Regions from separate parts of the Anser cygnoides genome. Here all the other regions are linked to region 1. Evidence: chromatin contacts called from public Hi-C data. All regions are on one chromosome and are shown on one strand. Each heading gives the region's core, a stretch centred on a gene start, on an enhancer-like site or on the middle of the called end of the contact. The rest is flanking DNA. Distances are from core to core; before and after follow the strand shown.

What was found. Hi-C and Micro-C count contacts between places; a contact is called where the count stands out from the background.
Region 2: a Hi-C map of liver shows a contact between it and region 1, with 2.0 times the contacts expected there. The contact joins the promoter of VASH1 here to the promoter of IRF2BPL in region 1. A contact is called at or near these places in 2 of 7 Hi-C or Micro-C datasets (both in liver).
Region 3: a Hi-C map of liver shows a contact between it and region 1, with 2.0 times the contacts expected there. The contact joins the promoter of GSTZ1 here to the promoter of IRF2BPL in region 1. A contact is called at or near these places in 2 of 7 Hi-C or Micro-C datasets (both in liver).

What each region holds. Positions count from the first base shown.
Region 1 is chr5:43,505,331-43,510,348 of Taihu_goose_T2T_genome, reverse strand. It overlaps IRF2BPL (interferon regulatory factor 2 binding protein like), which reads left to right and starts at 3,384. Exons shown (of 1, transcript XM_048059771.2): 1 at 3,384-5,018. The coding sequence starts at 4,069. It overlaps LOC106038829 (a long non-coding RNA gene), which reads left to right. Exons shown (of 2, transcript XR_010831890.1): 2 at 448-1,871.
Region 2 is chr5:43,345,892-43,350,451 of Taihu_goose_T2T_genome, reverse strand. It overlaps VASH1 (vasohibin 1), which reads right to left and starts at 1,438. Exons shown (of 7, transcript XM_048059755.2): 1 at 1,064-1,438. The coding sequence starts at 1,336.
Region 3 is chr5:43,673,081-43,677,601 of Taihu_goose_T2T_genome, reverse strand. GSTZ1 (glutathione S-transferase zeta 1) reads right to left here and starts at 2,233. Exons shown (of 10, transcript XM_066998151.1): 1 at 2,132-2,233; 2 at 1,057-1,108; 3 at 62-129. The coding sequence starts at 2,212. POMT2 (protein O-mannosyltransferase 2) reads left to right here and starts at 2,238. Exons shown (of 21, transcript XM_066998141.1): 1 at 2,238-2,486; 2 at 2,775-2,859; 3 at 3,681-3,785. The coding sequence starts at 2,266.

The DNA of each region.
Region 1 (5,018 bases), core at 2,135-4,634:
GGGAGGAAAGAAGGAAGGAGGAATTCCTAGGTAGGCAAGCGATAGGCTCTGTGTATGTCAACAAGGCTCACTACCTGAAGAATGGTAGGAAAAAACAGAATTATAATGAGACGAGACCTGAAACGATAAACAGAAACACGTAATTACACTCCTATTCTTTGTAACTAGGTGTTTTGACACTTGCTGGCAGCTCCTAGTAGAAGACAATGTTGTTTAACTTTTAATTTGACAAAATTCTGCAACTCCTTCCTGAAGTGTTTGTGTTTTCATTTGCTGAACACACTCCCTTTACCACCAAGTGCTCTGCTCATTGCTAATCTCTACGTTGTTTTGAAGCCAGTAATTTGATTGTGACGGATTTTATTTTATTTGCTGTACTGAGGTAAATCCATGTAAATCACACTCTTGGGAGTGCTCTTCCCTTCTGGTTCTTGCATTTTTTTCCAGCCGTAGCTGCTGTTCTGACCGCTGAGGAAGGAGCCATTTCTGTAGGTGAGCGCATCCAGACGGACCAGCTGCTGTGCCCGCTGCCCCCATCAGCGCCACGGCTTCACAAGGCGAGCAGGAAGGAGTTAAGCTGGGAGCATTTAGGGCAAGACCCCAACTGCCCAGATCATGGGCTCCTAATTATTTCTGCTTGCACACTTTAGGGCTGTCCTATATTCCGCGTAATTAACACTGGGCTGCTGATCGATAGCCAGCAATACTCTCGCATCGAGGTCAATGGCAATCCCAGCGTTTTGGGACGCTCGTGCGCGGTGGCACGGAGCAGAGCCTGGCAGACCTGGGGTTTAGTCAGGCACATGGATTTTGGCCCTTCTTCCTTCATGGTGCATTGCACCCTCTGCTAGTTGCACTACGAGAGGTGCTGGCTGGCTTACACGCTCCGTGTTTCCTATGATCATTCTGACTCCTTTGGTTAAATTGAAGCCTCACCTGATGTTCTATCATTACGCAGATGTGTGTGCCCGTGTAGTTTGTAATAAAGCGGGTAAGAGGAATCAAGGGAAGGGGATTATTGGATGGCACTCTTTATCCTAGCACTGAAAGGAAGGAGTTAGTAGATGTCACTTCTGATAGTGAAAATTAGATTCCCGGTCCATTGGGACTCCAGGCAGGTCGTAAACTTTGGGCACTCCACGCAGGATCGCCATCCAAAGTGCTGACTCGCCTTTCTGTGCAAAAAGCAATACGTATGCATCAATTGTTCGCTGCTCCAGCTCCATCTCTCCTTGCGCTCCCCTCCCTCTTATTAAACAAGCTACTGTCTTTTTTTTTTTTCTTTTTCTCCCCCCCCCCATGCTATTTTTTGTTTGCCTGCTTCTTTCTTTCATTTAGCCAGATCAGGCACCTGAATGGCTTCATTGTTTGGGCTTCCTCTTTCCCTCCTCCAAACGTAATTTTAATTCCTGGATTATTTCAAAGCTAAATCAACACCAGCCACGTTCGGTGTAAATCCAGCGAGACTGATCTGGATTGCCCCTGCCCCGCCGCTGGCATGGTGAAGGACGGGGAAGAGGGAAGGTGAGCAGCGGAGCACGCCGCTACCCCGCAGGAACAGTGCTGCCGTGGGTTTTAGCTCCGTCACGTTGCCACCGTTCAATCTATTTTCCCCTAACAGATGAGATTGATCCTGACAACTCGTTCCCTGTGAAGGTGCCACGGCATGGCATTTATTTGCATTTACATTGCAGTTCTCTTCATCAATCAGCTTGCAGAGATCGCCGCCGCTGCTAGCCGTATTGTTGCTATGCTGACACTTCAGCCTTAAGTGCTGCTTGCGTAATGGCACGGTACGTGCCCAGGACCAAAGTTTAAATCGAGGTTTAATCATTACGGAAAAACAAACATATTTCCACGACTGTGTATCCTGCAAGTAAAAGTAAAGGCAGTTTGGTCGGGTCACAGATGCTAATCTCTGCTCTTTTTCTATTCACAAACTATAAAGGGAGTTGACAGCACCTGTAAATGGTTTGCTGAGGCTAGATTATATCTAAGGTGATTATTATTTACACCCACTATAAAGACTGCTCTTGTGAGCCAAGAAGTCTGTTCCTGTGAGGTGAGTGTTACCAAAAAAGGGCTTTCTTGCAGGAGGATTCAGTGGAGCGAGGAGCCAGCGTGAGGGGCGGCCGGAGCACACAGAGCTCCTTGTCGTTTGCTGGGTTTGTGCAACCCGCGGACTGAAACGCAGGTGGGATGGGATGTTGTGCGACCCCGCACTCCCGGCGCTCAGGACGAAGCCCCGGCTCTCGCAACCCGAGTTTTTAGAGCAGGGCTGTCCTTTTCCACAGCCCACTTCTGCTTCTCCCATGAAGCTCAACGCAGGGCAGTGAGAGGAGTTGACCTTCCCCTGTGGACCACAGCGAGCATGTGCCTGCTTGGTCAGGTCAAGCCACCCGGCGCAGAAATCCTGCAGCCGCGGCTAGGTCGCTGTGGCTGGAAGCGAAGGCGTTTCCTTGGCCAGCCTTCACCTGGCCAGAGGCGCCTCCGTGATGCCCGCAGCCGGGGTGTCGCTGCGAAATCCCCCTCCTTCGCTCCTCTTCCTCACCCACGGCGGGCCCTCGGCTAACTCCGAGCATTGTCTCTCCCTGCTCGCTGCTTCCCCAAGCCTCCCGCAAGAGTAAACGGCTTTCTCAGGGCCGGTCTCTGAGCTGCGCCGTAGCAGCGCCTGCCCCTCTACCACCTCGCCGCGCGCCTCTCACCGCCCTCCCCTCAAAGCCCTCGGGGTTTTACAACCCACCGAGGCCGGCCCGGCCCGCGGGGGTGCTGCGGGGCCCCGCCGGCCCCTGCCCGGCCGCCACCGCCGGAGCGCCCCGGGGGGCGCCGCGGCCGGCAGCGGAGGCGCGGCGCAGCCGCTACGGCGGGGAGGCGGCGGCGGCGCGCGCAGGGCGTGCACGGCGCGCGCGGCCCCGTGCCAGCTCGGGGGCGCGCCCGTGACGCAACGGCAGCCCCGTGCCAGGCCGGGCCGCCCCGCAGGGCGGCGGCTGCGGCTGGGGGGGGGGGGGGGGGAGGGGGAGGAGGAGGAGGAAGGCTGCGCCTTTTGTTTTTGGAGCGGGGCTGCCGGGGGGGGGGGGTTAAAGGAGCCATTTAAAAGGGGGGGGGGGAAGCCGTGTGCGCGCACAGCGCCGGGGAAACCCTGTGTCCCCCCGCCGCTCAGACAGACCCCGCCCGGCCGGGGGGGGACACCCCCCCCCCCCACACACACACAGAGGCACGCCGGCGGGGCCGTGCACGTGCTGCCCCGGCGCGGAGAGGCGGGGGCGCGCACGGCGGGCACGCGCCCCGCGCAACAAGTGGGCCGGGGGGAAGGGAGCGGGGGGCGGGCGCTCGGCGCTGACGCGGGGGCCCCGCCCGGGTGCAGCCGAGCCGGGAGAGCGGCGGGGAGGAGGAGGAGGAGGAGGAGGAGGAGGAAGAAGGGGGGAGGAGGGCGGCGCGGGGGGAGCGCGGCGCGGAGGAGGGGGCGCGCAGGCACACGCGGCGGCGCGCAGCAGCAGCACCCCGCGCTCGGACCGCGAGCAGCGGCGAGGATGTGAGTGCGGAGCAGGCGGCGCCGCCCGGCACGCTGCTGCCGCCGCTGCCCCCCGGCCGCCCCCGCCCCGGGTCGGCGCTCGGACCAGGAGGAGCCGCCCGAGCAGCCGCAGCGCTCGGCAGCCGGCGGACCGCGAGCTCGCCGGGCAGCCGCGGCGGGTGGAAGGTGACCCCCCCCCGCCTCCCTCCGCCTCCTCCCGGAGGAGGAGCAGCGGCGGCGGAGAGCTAGAGAGCGCAGGGAAGCAGCCGCGGCTGGAAGGCGCCCCCCAGCCCAGCCCAACCCAGCCCCCCGGAGGAGCCGGCCGAGCCCTTCCCCAGCCCGGCGGCGGGACCCGGCGGGAGAAGCCGACCGAGGCGGCGGCGGGAGCCGGTTCGGAGCGGGCGAGCCCCCCGCCGCCCCCCCCTCCGTCCCTTCCAGCGCCGCCAGGGGCACCGGGAGCAGGTACGGAGCCCCCCCCCCCGCCGCAGCCCGGGGGGGACGAGCGAGCCAGCCCCTTCGCCGGCGGCAGCGGCAGCAGCGCCCCGGCCAGCGGCACCATGTCCGCCGCGCAGGTGTCGTCGTCCCGGCGGCAGTCGTGCTACCTGTGCGACCTGCCCCGCATGCCCTGGGCCATGATCTGGGACTTCACCGAGCCCGTGTGCCGGGGCTGCGTCAACTACGAGGGCGCCGACCGCATCGAGTTCGTCATCGAGACGGCCCGGCAGCTGAAGCGGGCGCACGGCTGCTTCCAGGACGGCCGCTCCCCGGGGCCCCCGCCGCCGGTCGGCGTCAAGGCAGTGCCCCTCTCCGCCAAGGAAGCGGCGGCGGCGGCGGCGGCGGCCCAGCAGCAGCTCAACCATGTGGACGCCTCCTCCAAGGCGGCCTCGGCGGGGCTCGCCCAGTCCAGCCTGGATCGCTACGGGCTCAGCGCCGCGGCGGCCGAGCAGCGCAGCCGCTTCGAGTACCCGCCGCCGCCCGGCAGCCTGGGCGGCAGCCACGGAGCCCGCCTGCCCAACGGGCTGGGGGGCCCCAACGGCTTCCCCAAGCCGCCCGAGGACGGGCCCCCGGAGCTCAACCGGCAGAGCCCCAACTCCTCGTCGTCCTCCTCCTCCTCCCGCCGCGGCACGCACGGCGGGCTGGTGTCCGGCCTGCCCCCGGGGGCTGCCGGCGCCCAGCTGAACGTGCCTCCCAACCTGCTGCCACAGACCCTGCTCAACGGGCCCGCCGCCTCCGGCGTGGCGCTGCCCCCACCGCACGGGGGTCTGGGTGGCCGTGGCGGCGGCGGGCCCCCGGCCCCCTCTGCTTCCTCCCAGGGGGGCACCTGCGGCGGTGGCAGCAGCGGTGCTGGGGGCAGCGGCGGCTCCTCGTCGGAGGCCTGCGGCAAGCGGCCGGGCTCGGTGTCCAGCAGTGACCAAGAGCGGGAGCTGAAGGAGAAGCAGCGCAACGCCGAGGCGCTGGCCGAGCTGAGCGAGAGCCTGCGGAACCGGGCCGAGGAGTGGGCCAGCAA
Region 2 (4,560 bases), core at 189-2,688, 160 kb after region 1:
TTTCCCCTACCAAACCAGCCCTTTTGGTCAGGAAATTAAGTACTGCATGTTCTGACTGCTCAGAAACATGCTTTCAGCCTTCACCCAGGTTCAGTACAGTCTGAGGAGAAGGAAATCTGAAAGGGAAAGAAAAGTCTTGTGGGGTTAGAAGAGGGACCATAATCAGGGTTCAAGATTTGTTCTGGGTGCTGCCACATAACTGCACAGCACAAAGGAACTCGGATCACACACTTCTCCAGAGTTCCTCGTGGAAAGCGGTACTGATTGCCTGTGCGCTGTATAACAGCATGGTTTTGCTTACTTCAGTTTTCCATCCCAGGGATTTAAGTCCTTGCAATAAAAAGCCTGAGCAGAAAATCCTTCATCCTTTTGTATTTGAATTTCCTCTAATAGCATGATGGGGATACTCCCCTAGCTGGTCAATGGAGTGACACACCAAGTGTTTGCAGTGCCTTTTGTTCACAGGATGCCAATGGAAAGGGGAGCTTTTGCTCCAGCTGAGGTGCAACAGCAGACAGCAGCTATCGTAAGCATTCACATGCAAATGATTCAGTCCGGCACAAGGGTGGGAGAAACGACCATCGGTTCCTCTTTTCATAGAGTTCTCCGCAGCAGGGCCAGGGATACGCTCGGAAACCACATCTGGCCCTACACCAGCAACAGGCTCTGTGAGTGTTAGATAACTCCTCTTACAACTCCTGGCCGTGAAGGGTCCCTTTTCCCACAGACACGGTTCTGTGCAAGAATTCCGCCTGCAAACGGCTCCCAAACCCGGGTTCATCTGGTTCAACGCCTCACCTCCCTTCTCACCTCGAGGATCTGGACTCGAGCCTCACTCCCTCATCACCTAGCCGGCCCCCCGCGCTACCTGACGGCCAGGCCCCACGACAGGCGGCTGCTCCGTTAGCACACAGCCCCGTGGGGCAGGGCACGGCCCCGCAGGGCCCCGGTCACCGCCCGCGGGAGCCCCCCGGGGCCCTGCCCCGAGCCTCTGCTCCCTTCGTGCGCCCGGCGGGGCCCGGGCCGGGCCGGCCGCCGCCTGGGGGTCCCCGCGGGCTCTCACCTTGGGCAGGTCGGCGGCGCCCCGGATCCTCTGCGCCACCCGCTCGCCTTCGGGGTGGATCCTGGCCACATGCCGCCACATCCGCTCCCAGGTGGGCTCGTCCACCGGCAGCCCGCCGCGGTTCACGAAGAACGGCACGCCGCCGTCGCGCAGATCCTCCTCGCCCTCCTCCTCCTGCTCCTCCTCCCGCGCCGCCGCCGCCGCCGCTTCGCCGGCCGGGGGGCGCCTGGCGGCGGCCGCGGCCCCGCCGCCCCCCGGCATCGGCATCGGCATCGCCGCCGCCCGCTCTCAGCGCCCGCCGCCCGCCGCCGGCCCGCCGGGGGCCGCGCCCCGCATGGCCCGGCCGGGGGGCCGGGGCCGGCACCTCCCCCGGCGCTGCCTCGCCGCCGGGCGGATCACAACGCGGGGGCTCGGCGGGGCGGCGCCGGGAGCCGCTGCCGGCCGCCCGCTCGCATCGGGCCGCGGCGGGGCTGGGGGCGGAGGGGGCCGGGCCTGCCGCCGGGGCGCCCCCGCCGCGCCGCCTCCCGAGCGCGCCGCGGGGCGGGCGGAGACAGCGGCCGCCCCCCCGGCCGGTGCTGCCGCTGCATGCGGGGTAACAAAGCCGCCGCGCCCCGCCGGGGCCGGGCAGGGACCGGCCCCGCTCCGCCCAGCCCCGCTCCGCCCCCGGCAGCAGCTCTCGGGGCCGGCCGGGCTGCTGCCGCCGCTGCCCGGGGGCGATAAGGCCGGGCCCGGCTGGGCCGGGCGATAACGGGCGGCGATGGAGCCGCTGGGGGCGGCGCCGGCGGGGGGGCGGCGCTGGGCAGCGGCCGTTTAACGGTCGCCGGCAGGGGCGGCCCCGGCCGTTAGCGGCGGGGATGGAGCCGGCGGGGCCCTCGGCGGGCGGGGGGGGGGGGGGTTCGCGCGGGTGAGGGGGAGGCGTCTCCTCATGGATCTCCTCATGGAGGTGGGCTTGGAGGACGCGGCAGTCGGGGTGGGGCCGCCAGGTAGGGTCCTGTGGGTGGCGGAGAGGGGAGCTGGGGTGCTTCTGGCTTACGGTAGCCCAGGCCGAGGGATGGAGAGGCAGTGAGGGAAGGGCTCTCCTGGTGGGGACCCAACAGCCCACCTCCGGGCGTGCTGTGGGAACCCCGTCCCTCTCAAAGGAGGCCCCTGTAGGATGTTTCTGCCTGTGAAGAGCCAAAATTCATCCTTATACAGTCTGGAGGAGCACCGCAGGCAAATGTACAGGTGCTTTGCCTTGACTTCACGACCTGGTTCTCTGTTTCAGCCCTCCCGCGGCATGGCAAAACATCGGTCAGAGGGGTCTCTGCAAAATGCAGGAGATGAGGGAGCCCCTCCTTGTCCCACGTGCTGCCAGCACCACTCTGTCCCCCTCTTGCAGAGCCCAGCCATGGCATGGGCAGGACTGCTAGCCATGTTTCCTCTCCACCCATGTCATGTTAATGTCCCACATGTCATTAATGCATTTATGGAAGCTCTAGCATAAAGATGTTTTGTAACTTGAACGCCAAGTAAAAGAAGCACATACACAGTAATGTGTCAGCTGTTGAGGAACCTGCTAAAGGGCATCTTGAAATGTTCGCGTTTAGCAATCCACACAAAGGGCTGTTGTTTGGCAGCAGGATCGGGAAGGAGGGAAATACATCCTGGGGATGGTTGCTGTGGGATCTGAAGTCCTGAGAACTGGGTATAACCTTTATGGAGACTGCCAGAGGATTTCAGAGTGAAATGCCACTTTTCCTGTAACGTTCTGTGGGCAGATGTTCACATGAGATTATTTCTGAGGGCACAACACTTGAATGCAGCATCTGTTTTGAACTCAGCATTGCCCAAATTGCCAAAAAGTGATTTTTCTCTCAGGAAAATTAAGCTAAATCCATGCCCCTGCATCCTTCCTTCCTTCAGCCTTCCAAAACAGACAACCAGTATTGCTTCATGCAACCTACATTGACTTCAATAATACTTAACGCGTCTTCTCTGAGTAAGGATTTTCTATTGTGTGGGGACTTTGAGCAGTGCTCATTTATCACCTCAGTAAGATTTCTAGTGTTGTTACAGTTGTCTTTGCCTTTTTCCTGTGTGCAAGTGGAGACTGGTGGATGTTGACTCCTTATATTAAGAGGCTGTAGAGCCTGTGGCAGGAGCCACTACAGCCCCTGAGCAGACATGTTTTGTCCGCCCAGTTCACCATGTCCATTCCAGGACCCCTTCCTCCCCCAGCTCCGCTCCAGACACAGGACCAGAAGTGTGCTCAGCATGAGATGGCAGTGCAGTGCCATACTGGGGGGCAGCACCTGCATTTTGGTGGAGTGGCAGGTGTACATCCAGTGACAGCACTGGGGAAAGGATAGCGCAAAGCTTTTAAATGCTTCTGTTGGAGCTGCGTTGCCTCCCCTGGCTGAAATTTAAGCACAGCTACCATAGAAGCAAGGATGCTGGCTTCAATTTTGAACTCCGTCACTTATTCATGGTTGGTCATTCTCATTGCCCTCTGTACTTCAGCTTTTCCCTCTGTCAGAGGGAAATGCTAATAACCCTGACTTGCATCCAGATATATATATATATATTTAAGATTAGTTAACATTTGTGGCCCATTAAGAATTATTCTTAAGAATTAAAGAATTAATCTTAAAAGAGTTATTCTTAAGAATTAAAATGATGTGTTATAATAGAAGTGAAATACTATCCATGTATCTTTAATGCCTTGAAATGCACACTCAGAGGAAATGTAGCTTATAATCATCAGCAAGCCTCAAAATAAGGCTGATCAGGGGATTTTTTGTTTCAGTTTGTCTTAGTTAATTATTAGGCAGCGTCCCTCCCTTCTGGCCATCACTTAAATAACATTGTGACAGCAGGAGATCAGTATTTTAAGGTAATAACATAGCACTATGCTTTGTTTAGTTGGGAAAGAACAGAGCCCAGCTGTGCTGAGTGAGCTGGTCCCTGCAGTGTGGACTGACCGCGCGTGGGGTGACAGCAGAGGACAGAGATGTCGCTGCCTTGTCTCCTCAGCTGACATTTCCTTGTCCGTGAATGTTGTTACCTGTGGCACAGGCTGTGTAATGGATGATAAACGCTGTCTCTCGTTGCTGGCAGCAGATTATTGTGGCTGCGACAACCGGGGACTGGAAGGGGGAGGTGATTCTCCCCCCTCTACTCTGCTCTCATGAGACCCCACTGGGAACACTGCCTTCAGCTCTGGGTCCCCAGCACCAGAAGGACATTGCCCTGTTCGAATGAGTCTAGAGGAGGGCTGTGAGGATGATCAAGGGGCTGGAGCACCTCTCCTACAAAAACAGGCTGAGGAAGTTGGGTTTGTTCAGCCTGGAGAAGAGAGGGCTCCAGGGAGACCTCATTGCAGCCTTCCAGTACCTAAAGAGGGCCTACAAGAAAGCTGGGGAGGGACTCTTTGTCAGGGAGTGGAGTGATAGGACAAGGAGTAATGGCTTTAAACTAAAAAAGGGTAGATTTGGATTGGATGTTAGGAAGAAATTCTT
Region 3 (4,521 bases), core at 984-3,483, 170 kb before region 1:
TTCTCCTAATGATCCCCAAGTTCAGCACCCCTGGAGGGACCAACAGTAGCTGTATCCTTACCTGCTGCCCCCCATCCTTCAAGAGGTTCACTGGTACCTGGTCATAGGCAATCCCTTTCAGAGCCAGTGCTAGGGAAAACAGAGTATACAGCTTCAGAAGACACACTGAGGCAAGTTTCACTGGTAATGGCCTCAGGGGAATGTTACCATCTCCATTTGGGAAAAAAGAAGGCTTTAAAACTAGAAAAGACCCTATCCCTCAAGAAAGGCAGCCTGAATCCCATGAGAAGATAGTGATCTGTGAAAGACCAAATGCAAATGAAGGACCAAAGCACTAAAGATCAGTCCTGGCAAGAGCACTGCATTATTCAAAACAAGCTTTGTCACTCTTTGCAGCATAGCCTTTCCTGACGGGGGCTTAGGCAGGGCAGGGGATCCTGTATTCACCTCCCAAACCATTTTCCAGGCTGCCTCAGTCTAAACAGGGTCAATTCCCAGCCCTGCTTAGCTCTCAGGATCAAGGCAGATCACAGTCTGATGCAGTATGTGTGTAAAACAGAGTGTAGGATCCCACTAAATAATGTGACAGAAACAGCCATCTGCATCACGTTAGCTTTACAAAAAGAGTAATTCTCTCTAACTAGCTGCACAGACAAATCTCCAAAAAATACCAAGTGAAGGGAAAGATCCTCCAAAGCCCACGTCAAGCAGGGCTTGTCCACAGGCAAGGAACTGCTGCTGCTTCTGCCCTCTGGTTCGGAAAGCTGGGGAGAAGTTTGCACAAACCATGTACTCCCCTCCCACTTCCCACTGCCTCTTGAATGTCAGATGGCTACAGGAGATATTCTCAATTCTCTGCTAAGTGGAAATCCTCCCGTCTGCTCCTATCCCTTCCCCCAGCTCCAGGTACGCTGTGGTGTTCCTTCCCACTCTAGAGAAGGTGGAGAAAATGCAATGTCACTGTCCCAGGTTCATGTTTGCTGATCTCTTTCTTAATAAGTGACCAATTAATTCAGTTAGTGAAGGGGAGGATGCTGCAGTAAAACTGGAACTTACCAATTCTCACTCTCCATGAACAGGAACTTCGGAAATAACCATAAAGTATCGGCTGAGAAGAGAAAGATAAAGTAGTTATATGGTGGGAATAAAATAGTATTTTAAGAAGGACAGTGCATTTCAGGAAGTTTAAGATACAGCAGAGCAAGTTTTGCCGGAGGAGAGGGTGCCTTTCTGGAAGCGAGTGTTCCTGTTCCGGGTGTACAGGTAGTGCCACTGTTTTTCACGCTGGCTCTCTAATTAGTTTTATCTGTTTTCAAGAACGCACAAGCAATCTTAAAATTATCCCCTACAAAGTTTCCCTCTTTGCTCCTACCAGATGCTGCTGACTTCTATGCTGTCATGGATTCTTGAAGCAAATTCCCCACTGATTTTGCCAAGCACCTGCACTGGGTATTTGAGTGGCATAAAATAGCTTTTCCAGCCAAGGAGGGCAGGGCCAGACCTCTTTCCAAACGAGAGGAGCTCCTGCTGTTCGAGATGAGCGCTAAGGGGGCAGACACCTCACCTTCACCTGAATGCCAGCACCAAGGCAGCTCTCCCAGGTGCTTTCACCCCACCCAAGCTCTCACCTTTTCTGATGCCATGGTCACTGCGTGCAATCTGCTCCAGGAAATAAAAATCACCTCTTGCCTTTCCCTTTTAACTCAGCTAGGGTGGGGGAAAGCTTATCTCCTAAAGCCAATGAGAACAGGACCATGCCCCCAGATCTGTGCCCCGGACACACAAGCACAGCCAGGCAGGTTCAAGCCTTTGAATTGCAGCCAGCTGTATGTGCGTCCCCACGGGCCCTGCTGCAGCTCCAGCCCTGGTGTCAGAACTCACCAACACGCTTTGAGGTCAGGAAGGCATTTAGGAACCTGGCTTCTGCCTCTAGCTTTTTGTTCGGAATAAATAAGGCAGCTGGAGAGACTGGCAGGCTCTCAGCAGTTACCAAGGCAAAAATACAGCCCTGGGAATCAAACTGAGGAAACTGAAGCCACGTGCAGAATTTCTGCAGAAAAGACGAGAAAGAGACGAGAACCGCCCCCCCCCATCGCGCCGGGGCCGGTCCCCGCGCCCCGAGGCCCGGTACCTTGGCTGCCGCCGAGCTCATCGCTGCGGGCCCGAGGCCTACAACTCCCGGCGTGCCCCGCGCCCGCCCGCCCGCCTCCATTTGCCGTGCCGCCGTGGGGCCGCCCTGCCGCTGCGTCCCGCCGAGCCCCCGCCATGCCGCCGGCGGGGGGCGGCCGGGCCGGGCCGGGCCCGCTGCGCTCCCGGGGCTGCCGCCGGCCGCCGGGGCCCTCCCCGCGGGCCGCCTCCCCCGCTCCCGCTCCGCCCGAGGCTCGGCCGCCGGCCGCCCCGGCGGGGTCGCGGGCAGCGCTGGCCCTCGTCACCCTCCTCAGCTTCGCCTCCCGCTTCCACCGCCTGCCGGAGCCGCCGCACGTCTGGTACGGGCGCGGCCGGTGCGGAGCGGTGCCCGGGCTGGCGGCGGGGCCTGGCGGCCACAGAGCGCCCTGCACGGCTCCACGGGCACGGACGGTGGGGTAGTGAGGGGACAGCGTGCCGGGGTGGCGGGTTGGGGGTCCCCGAGGTACGGGGACCTGGAATGAATTGTCCCATGTAGACTGCCTGGCAATAACCCCTTGTAAGATAAAAAACATGAGGAAAAACATCTTCCTGGATCTTTACCATCCTCAGCGTTGTAGTAGGTTGTGCTTTGTGTTGATCTTTTCCAGTTGGGATGAAACCCATTTTGGGAAGATGGGAAGTTACTACATTAATCGGACCTTCTTCTTTGATGTCCATCCTCCTCTGGGGAAGGTAAACTGCTCTGCCGTTGTGTTTCAGAAGTCACGGGAATGGGCCGACACAAGTCTTCCCTTCCTCCTGGTCAAATGATGTGGTAAACATCAATACCTCTCCTAGCTGTTGTTGGCATCGTGGTATTTGCATTTTGTATTCAGAGTTTCAGCTTGCAGCTTTTCTTCTCTGTGAAAACGCTTTGAGCATGGGAAAGCAAAACAGCGTTGCCCGTTGGGTATTTGAAAGGCTTGAGCAGATGGAAGTTAAAAAATGAAGGTGAGACCTATGTGGTCTAGAGGGTGTGTCTAATCAGAGCTTACAGATCAGAGGAACCAACCAGTTTCTGACAGCTTGTGTGCAAATCAGATGCTTACCACAAAGGACCTTGAGAGCCTTGAGTTGCTATTTGGCAATGGAAGAACTTGTTGTAGCAGTAAAGGAAGTTTTGTGTTGTGATGTTGATGTATCACTTCTACCTCAGATTGTCTTTCTTCCAGTCTGAGCCTCCTTAAACTGTGGGAATAGGGAGCTAGGGGGGAATCTACAGAGACAGAATTCTCTCTGATAAATCCCGTGGTTGGTTACTTCTCTTGAGCCTGCAGATGTACTTATAGTCAGCTAAAGTCCTTATGATCCCTTCTGATGTTGCTTTTAGGTAAGGGCAATATGGATGCATATGAATTCTGTACAGAAGATGTTGTTCGGAGGTGTGTCAGAATTAAGTTGTTATCCTGTGAATCAGACTGGCCTTGTATCAAAATCTTACCAGCTGCTGGCTTGGATTCTCCCTCCAGTGTGATTTCCCTGACCATTTTTTCCACTTTTTTTTTCCTTTTCAGATGCTAATTGGACTTGCTGGCTACCTTAGTGGATATGATGGCACATTTCCATTCCAAAAGCCAGGGGACAGATATGAGCAGCACAACTACATGGGAATGAGAGGGGTAAGGCGTTACAGGCTAGTATCAAGCTTTTTAGCTCTCCTGTGCTTTTCAGTAAGAGTATTATGTCTTAAGAGCAGCTTTAGTGGATTAGGTCAGAGGTCTCTCTAGCCTTGTGCCTTGTCTCTAAGCTCCTTAGAAAAGTGTTGGTGGTTGTATTGTGAATAAGTCCTGATGTCTGGCTGTGAGAGGCCAGGTGAAGAAGAGAGGTGATTCTTGAGGGAATCTCTTGCTGCTAATTAGAGGGACTAGACTCCCGAGTGGGAGGGGTATATTGCCTGTCCTACAAAGGGATTGTTGCTGAGCTTGGGCTTCTGCTTACCCTGTCGTGCTGGCTGTTCTGCTGGAGTCCCTGCTGGCTGAGAGCCAAGGATTTCAAGAAAGCCAGGATCATTTGCTGCCACCGCCACTGATGCTGAGCTGAATGAGCTGATGGGAGGAATTACTATTCAGTGGTATTCTACCTGAAACCATGGCTCTGCTGTTAGCTACGAAGAGATAGAGCCATAAACCTGGCAGCAGATAAGTCAAAAGAAGAAAGTTGCCAGTTGCTGGTGCCTAGAAAGAAGGATGAAAACGGGAAGGTGTATTTTCTTGGTTTACTTTCCAAGTCTCCAGCAATTCGTAGTTCTATGTTTCCCCGAGTCTAAAGTGGGAGAAGTGCTAAAGAGGGAGAATTTTATTGTGATGCTACTTTCTTTTGTGTTGATTTGTTCTTCCTCCTCCAACTACCCTCGCT